Linked DNA regions of Mus musculus: region 2 is linked to region 1. Evidence: chromatin contacts called from public HiChIP or PLAC-seq data. All regions are on one chromosome and are shown on one strand. The core of a region is the stretch at or near the end of the contact, and the rest is flanking DNA. Distances in the headings are between cores, read along the strand shown. Region 1 holds the start of Usp9x (ubiquitin specific peptidase 9, X chromosome). Region 2 holds the start of Gpr34 (G protein-coupled receptor 34).

Region 1 (3,611 bases), core at 957-3,456:
AGTATCTATTTTTAATTAAGCTCAAGTGTCAAACCTAGTCATGGTTAACCAATCCTTATAATAAATGAAGCGAATGAGCTCTTTTATTACTGGCTACAGAGTTCCCACGTAAGTACACCCAAAATAATTCTTCATAAGTCAAATTATACAAAAAAAGAGAGATGCAAGGCTGGTGGGTTTTAAGGTTAAAAAAAAATTATTTCGAGTGCCTCTCCTACTAACAGAAACAAAAATATTACCAAAACCCCACAATTCCTTCATTTACAATCAACGACCCTCTGTGGCAATTACACACACCTGTAAACTGTGGCTGTGAAAATTCAATTAACGGTGTTAACTACAGAACTTTCAAAATAATTTAAGCACGTCGTATCTAAAAATCTTATCTTCCAGTCTCTGAAGAAATCCAAACAGAAACAAAACCCCCAGCTTCGCACCTGTTTAACTTAAATATTTCACAATGAATGAAAAACAAGCCATTTATCAAGCCTGCAGCCTCACATCACCAGCATCTCAAGGTTTTATCAGTTACAAACTTGCACATACTAGTATTTCCTTTCTTCGTCTTCGTTTTTTCCTCCTCCTTCAGGAACAGCTAAAAATACAAAGGTGGTCGGTCTACTGTCGCTTGGAAGCGATTTCGGCATCAAAACATCCTTCCGGGCCTTTGGCCCACCGTGAGCAGCCGGAGGGGGCGAGGGAGGTGTGGGGGAGCGATAACCGGCTCGGCCTTCTCAGGGCACTGGGCCGCTGAGCGACTGCGGGTTATCGCGGGAGGGCGGCGAGGAGGCCAACTCGTCCGCGGGCCTGATAGCCAGGCGTCGCCGGGGCCTAGCGCTCCCGCTCCAAATCACTCCACCTCAGTAATGGCGTTCGGTGTCAAGTGGAACAGGCCGAGGGCGTCCGCCGCCGGGTTAAGGGGCGCGCGAACCAACCGTCCCCGCCCCCGCCCGCGCCGTGCCCGCGCCCCCGCGCGCTCCCGACCGACCTCCCGCGCGGGTGGAGGGGCGGCACGGCGCGCCGGAGTCTCCATCCTCCTCCTTCTCCTCCTCCTCCTCCTCTCCACTCCCGTCAGGCAGGGAAGGGGGAGGAAGGGGGAGGGCCGGAGCCGTCAGCCATTTTCCCTGCCAGTCCAAAACACACACGCACACACAGCGCCACGCTCACTCACGGACACGGACACACGCTCGCGGGACGCCGGCCGCGCGCACCACGGAGGCTCGCGCGCGCCCGCGACGGCCGGGGCTCGGGGCGACCCCCAACCCCGGCAGCCAGGCCCCCAAGGGAGGACCGCTTACGCACACACACCCCCTCGCGCCGTCCTCCCCAGCCCTCCAGCCAGCCGGAGGCCCTGGGCGCCGCCGGGCTCGGTACTCACCAAACACAACCCGGGAGTCTCCTACGAAGCGGGCCACGCGGAGGCGGGAGACGAGATGCAAAAGCTCGATCCCGGGACCGGGCCTAACCTGGGAGCATCCCAAGCCGGGGGCTGGCGAGGGACAAAAATATGAGAGGCTGCGGATGGCGGGCGGGCTCGCGACGCGCGACGCGTACCGACCAGGGGTCTGGCCCTCACCCTGGCCGCCCTAGGGCAGCGGTGACCACGGCCGCCGCCTCCCTCTCGGCCGGCCGCAGCCCTCTTCCCCCTTCTCCCCTCAGGCTCGGGCGCTGAGCTCAGACAAGCTCCGGGCGGTGCGTTTCTCCTGCGTCACCTCCTCCTGCTCCTCCTCCTGCAGCGGCAGTTTCACCTTCCCCTAGTCGCCGCCTCTGTCCCCCCACTCCAGGCCTGCTCGCTTAGCTACCGCTCCTGTCCTCACTCCCGTCACCCACCCCAAGCCCTGGGGCGGTAAAGGCGGCCGCCTCCCTGGAGGGCGAGGCGGCGGCGGCCGACTCCCGCGAGGCCTGGGAGCCGGTGCAGGCAGGGAGGGGGTTCGCTGGGACAGGGAGGAGGGCCCCAATGGGCCGTTTACCGAGAGCTTGCGGCTCCGCCACCGGCGGACTCTAGCTTCCGCAGCCTTGGGTACCACAGCCTCGTCAATATGGCGAACCCAACAAATCAAGAAAGAAAAGAAAAGACAGAAAGAAAAAGAAAGAAAACCCGCACGGCCGGTGGTGGTGGCGGTGGCGGTGGCAGTGTCGGAGGCGGCGGCGACGGCGGCAGCAACAGCAGCGGCAGCGCAGACTCCCACTAGTCTCAGCACCGCCCAAGGCTCAGCGCTTCTCCGCCCCCATCAGGGCCCTCCCCCTCCAAGCCCCGCCCTCAGCGCCCGGCCCGGCCCCTCCCCTTGCCCAGCCCCCCTCTGGGCCAGCTGCCCCCTCTCCCTGTCCACCTCAGGCTGTTGAGGGAAAGAAAGGAAGAGCGCTGTGGGCCACTAGGGGGCCCAGACAAGGCCCCGTCGCCTGGAACACTGCGAGCTGGGTGGGGGAGGGGAAGACAATGCTAGGGAAAGATCGTACCATCGCTTCCGGACGGCCACTGCAGGGGGTCATGCGAGGGAGCCAGAGACCCTTACAAACCGTAGGGGACCGAACCGAGAGCTGACGAAGGACTCGGACCACTCCAAAGAGGAGGGTGGAGTGGGGGGAAGGGAGAGATCCGGCATGCGGCCTGGGCAAAGGGACTGACTGTCGGGAATGGCAGGGATGTGGACAGGAAAGGGTTAATAAGCACGCAAGCTGCAGCCGCGTCGCTAGTTTGACTAGGGCTGCTTGTTTTTGTTCCATTGTGAACCATGGCCCCACCATCCAGTGCCCGGATGGTGACGTCACCGGCCTCCCCCTTTTCCGGGATGGTTCGGAGGATTGGTTGGGGAGTGGGGGGGGGGGGTGACGGAAAGACTAGATTCCTGGGTCCCGGTGCTAGGCGTTTGCACCCGCCTTGCTTGAGGGTCTCGACTGCGCAGCTGACCCATGTCACGTGACACGAGGATAGGACAAGCCACAGAGCAGTGGTGCCAGGTCCTGAGGGTTTGGCCACCTGCACCCAGCCGATAGGGGGAAGGTGTGGCTTGAACTCCAGAGCGGGGTCGCGGGGGGTGGGGGGAGCTGCTTCCCACTCCACTTTGAGGGAGGCGCTTTAAGCAGCTCATTCACACGATCCTGCAGCATCAGTACCTAAAAGCATTTCGTCAGTCTTAAAGGCATAGTGACTGGGACTGAGAACATTTTGGACACCGGAATCCTTACAACAGTAAAGACAAAAAATTATACACCGTCCTAGACACCTTAGCTACTCAGTAATACTAAATGTAGCAAAATGAACTTCTATTGCCATATCATCAACACCATTCAGTGTGAGAACCTGGGAGGGACTTATGAACCCATCCGCTATGTCAGGGACTATTTTCTGCATATTGAGACTCCGAACTATAAGCTGCGGAGGAAGAACTTAACAGAGCAATCTCAAACGTTGTAGGTTTGAAACGATTCTATAATTTACCTAAAATTCACAAATGAAGAGAAAATGAATACAATTACTGATCGATATTTCATTTTGACTTAAAAATGCCTGTTGGCAGCAAATCTTTAAAAATCATTATAAAATACTATAAAGTTAATTACATTTCATATAGAATAGATGAACTTATGCTATAAGCAGTCATTTCTTTAAA
Region 2 (3,974 bases), core at 759-3,258, 560 kb before region 1:
TCTTATTTCTGGGCCAAAGAGCAATAATCAAAATGTTTCTAGGAAGATATCAGTGCAGAGAACATATCCCGAGACCATTTCTTCAACTCTAGTATTCAAGTAAAATTAAGTGATCAATAATAATAGTTGGACAAAAGCACGATTAGTGATGCTGCTAGTGTCAAGTTGGAGAATAAAGCAAAAGCCGTGTTGTTTCAACAACAACAGAAGCATGGCATACAGTGCCAGATAGTACCTGGCCAGCAGCAAGTGATTTATCAATCAATTCACAAGTTACAGCCTGTCTCAAATTTGGTAACTAGTGTCACCTTTAAAGTAAATTGGGAGCTGGGCTTGGTAGTTCATGTATGCCAGCAATCATAGTTCCTTTTGAGTCCAGGGCAGGAGAATCACAAGTTTACAGCAATGTTGTCTAACTTAGTGAGACCCTGCCTCAAAAGAACAAGTTAAAAGAGGGCCAGGAACATATCTAAATGGTAGAGCGGTTGCCTAGAAGTACAAAGCCCTTGGAGTTTGATATCCAATACTGCAAAAGCAAGGAAGTAAATGAGTCATCCATAAGTCATCTGGTATGTTGGTATCATTCACTCAGTGATCATCATCACCACCATCATCAGTATTATAATTAATTTGGGGAGGTCAAGACAGAGTTTCTCTGTGTAGCCCTGACTGTCCTGGAACTCAAACTCAAAGAGCAATCTGCCTCTGCCTCTGCCTCTGCCTCTGCCTCTGCCTCTGCCTCTGCCTCTGCCTCTGCCTCTGCCTCTGCCTCTGCCTCTGCCTCTGCCTCTGCCTCTGCCTCTGCCTCTGCCTCTGCCTCTGCCTCTGCCTCTGCCTCTGCCTCTGCCTCCCAAGTGCTGGGATTAAAGGCATGCACCATCACACCTGGATTCACTAATTATTCTTAAGGCTACTTATTCATATTTTACTTGTTCGCTATAAGAATTTGCCAGTGAAGATGAGAAATAAGTGAGCATAGCCTGTTGGCATGGCAGAGCTGACTTGTAGCTCATACAGTAGTCCCACTCATTCTCTAATAGCAGGTAGTGTTTGTTACTCAGCAAGCCCCATTCCTGTTTGCAGCCCTAAGTGAGCACTTGTACCCCAACTGCCACCATCCTACCTCCCAGATTTTCTTCAGTGGCTGTAGCCAAGAAAAGATCATGTAACATGTTATTTGGGTGTTATTTCTATCAATATCATGTGCTGAAATACATACCTATTTGACAATGGACTTATAATAATGACTGAATCTATTCAGGCCATACTTCAGAAGCTGCAGGAACTGCTGCATACAGAACAATTGAAAGCATGTTACTTGAAAAATAACGATATTAGTACTATATTTAGTTTTGTTATAAACTTAACTGTTTACTTTTAATTGTTTGAATTAATTTTTAAAAATATATTGTGGTTTATTTTTCTTTTCTAGAGTATTCTCTTTATTTAGTTCCAAAACATGAAACTTAAATTGTAACTGGTCTGTACCATAAGATAATAAAAATATAATAAAAATGTTTAAGATGGGGAAACAGTATAGCATTGTGAAGTCAAGAGATAATAAATAGGAAATCTGTAGTATATTGCAATTAAATTTACTATGTCTGAAAATAACTTTAGTTGATTCAAATACAACTGCAAATAATTATGACTACGCAATGCCAATAAACAATGTGACCATTGTTCTTAGTTATTCTATCCAAAAAGAAGTCTCCTTTGAAAAGCAAAGGTGTCGTCCAAAGCAGTTTACTCAGTGACTCTAAAAAACAGAGATTTGCTGAAAGCAGAATAGTGTTACCAGCATACATCGAGCTTCACTCTGAACATTCAAATAATCAAGTTTTAACTAAAACAAAGGCTGCTGTGTGTGGCTTTTAAAAATCAGAGAATACTTACAGTTGAAGCTTTCCTGAAGTAAAAGGAGTAAACCCAAAACTCCCTAGACCAGGTTGTGTCAGCTGGGCTCTTCCATCCGGTGGTGGTGGTGCAATTGGCTAGAGTTCTCTTCTTTTTTATATCCACATGTGGTACAGTTGTTTTTCCCCTTTTCTTTCTCTTTTCACTGTGACAGCCCTTGGGTCCCGTTTGGAGCTAAGAAAAGATACCACTCTTAGCAACAGCTTCAAGTTGAAGTTTAGGAAATTGCATCTTCTGTATGAGTCCCTTCTAGCCTAAACTAAAGAGCATTTGTCCCCTAAGATGCCAACAAACTATAAAATACAATCAGAAGTGGGCAGATGCTCTCTTTCCTAAGAAATGATGAGTGATGTCCTGTATGGATTTTAGAATATAACCCCTGAATTTCCATTTCCTTCCAGATTCATTTTAGAAGTTACTACCATCATGAAGTATATGAACTTTCTGCCCCAAAGTATACTAGCATTGCTAATAGTTGGCTTTTGTTTTGTTTTGTTTTTACTCTTTGGTTCTGCTGAAGTTTTATTTACTCTCTATATTATTTTAGTATCATTTTGTATCTTCCTTAAAGACCATGGATTCATTTCCTAAAACATCTTAAAATTTGGAGACTAGGTGGGATTTGTAGCACTATTTTCGCCTCAGCACAATAGTAAACTCACCCAAGTAAGCCGAAGTGCTCTCTCCTATTTCAAGGAAAAGATGCTGAGGCTCTGCAGCTTCCATTCTGGTCACAGTCCACTGTTTAACCACCATCAATTCATCTGTGTTACTGCTGGCCCTGCACTCGAGTGTCATTTCCCCTTTTGGTTGTTGTTTGGAACATGATTGTTATCCTCCAGCTTTGTCTAAATCTAACATTGTAAGTATTTCTGGAAATATTCTTCTGAACTTCATAGTCCCCAGAACTTTTAGTTTAGTTTTTTGAAGAATCATAACATGTGAGACCATAATTTTACATTGTTAGAATAAAAGTATTTTATAACTCTTACTTCCCCCTGAGAATCTCTGAGCAGGAAGATGGTTACTGTATCTGTCCAGCAGTATTTTTTTTCTTACTGTGGTAAGCGACACATACCACTAGATTTACCACATAGCCAGTTTTGACTCTATCATGCAGTGCTGCTCAGTGTACATATACCATCAGGCAGCAGATCACCATAACATTTTTATGATGCAAAATTAAACCTCTAAACCCTCTATACACGAATTTTCTCTGCCCCTAGTCTTAACATTGGCAACCATGATTCTGTGACATTGAGTTCCATTATAAAACCTTTTTGTGACTTGTTTATTTTACTTAGCCTACTATCATTGAGGTTCACCTATAACGTGTAACCTAATTTCCTTTGTTTTTAAGGCTGCATATTTCCAATGTTTGCCTATACTTCGTTTTCTTTATTATCTTTCAATAAGCATGTAAATTTTCTCTGCTTTGGGGCAATTATGAATATTGCAATATTGCTGCAACCAACATGAATATGCAAATATTTCTAAGATTCTGTCAGGATTTTCATGACTAAATGAGTCATAATGTGCTTTTTATCTCCTGAAATACAATATAAATACTAGTTTTGTATTGTACTATTGTCCTACACTTATGACATCCCATTTCAAAATTGCTTTTCAGCTTTTAGTGTTCTCATATTGTAGCCACATTTTCTCGCTGATGTAAGGTTTGAATATTATGTTCTAGTTCCTGATCATTCTGAACTTTGTCACCATTCCTTCATTATGTGAAACCCAACCCTAGTGAAGTTCAGCTTGCCACCTCTTCCAGTTCTGAACCTCCCCAGTGAAGATGAGGACTGCTGGCTACAAGCACACAGCCATACAGAATAGCCTATCTTCAGATTGGCAATCCAAAACCTTAAGGGGCCCTGCACTGCCAGAAATCCTTAGTGTGAATTCTAATGTCCTTAGTCCCGTAATTCTCAAAGGATGACTTCCAGACCAGTAGCAAAGTGGGATCAGGGGGAGGGGGAGGGTATAGGGGATTTTCAAAGAGAAAACTAGGAAAGGGGGTAGCACTTGAAATGTAAATGAAAAAAACTCTA

Evidence for each region. HiChIP or PLAC-seq counts read pairs in DNA pulled down with a chosen protein or histone mark.
Region 2: a contact with region 1 is called in an H3K27ac HiChIP or PLAC-seq map of microglia, with 7 times the contacts expected there. The contact joins the promoter of Gpr34 here to the promoter of Usp9x in region 1. A contact is called at or near these places in 2 of 115 datasets of contacts at active chromatin or transcription factors (memory CD8 T cells and microglia).

What each region holds. Positions count from the first base shown.
Region 1 is chrX:13,070,093-13,073,703 of GRCm38.p6, reverse strand. It overlaps Usp9x (ubiquitin specific peptidase 9, X chromosome), which reads right to left and starts at 2,206. Exons shown (of 45, transcript NM_009481.2): 1 at 1,971-2,206.
Region 2 is chrX:13,630,803-13,634,776 of GRCm38.p6, reverse strand. Gpr34 (G protein-coupled receptor 34) reads right to left here and starts at 2,008. Exons shown (of 3, transcript NM_011823.4): 1 at 1,897-2,008; 2 at 1,220-1,288. The region is part of intron 5 of Cask (calcium/calmodulin-dependent serine protein kinase (MAGUK family)); the gene reads left to right.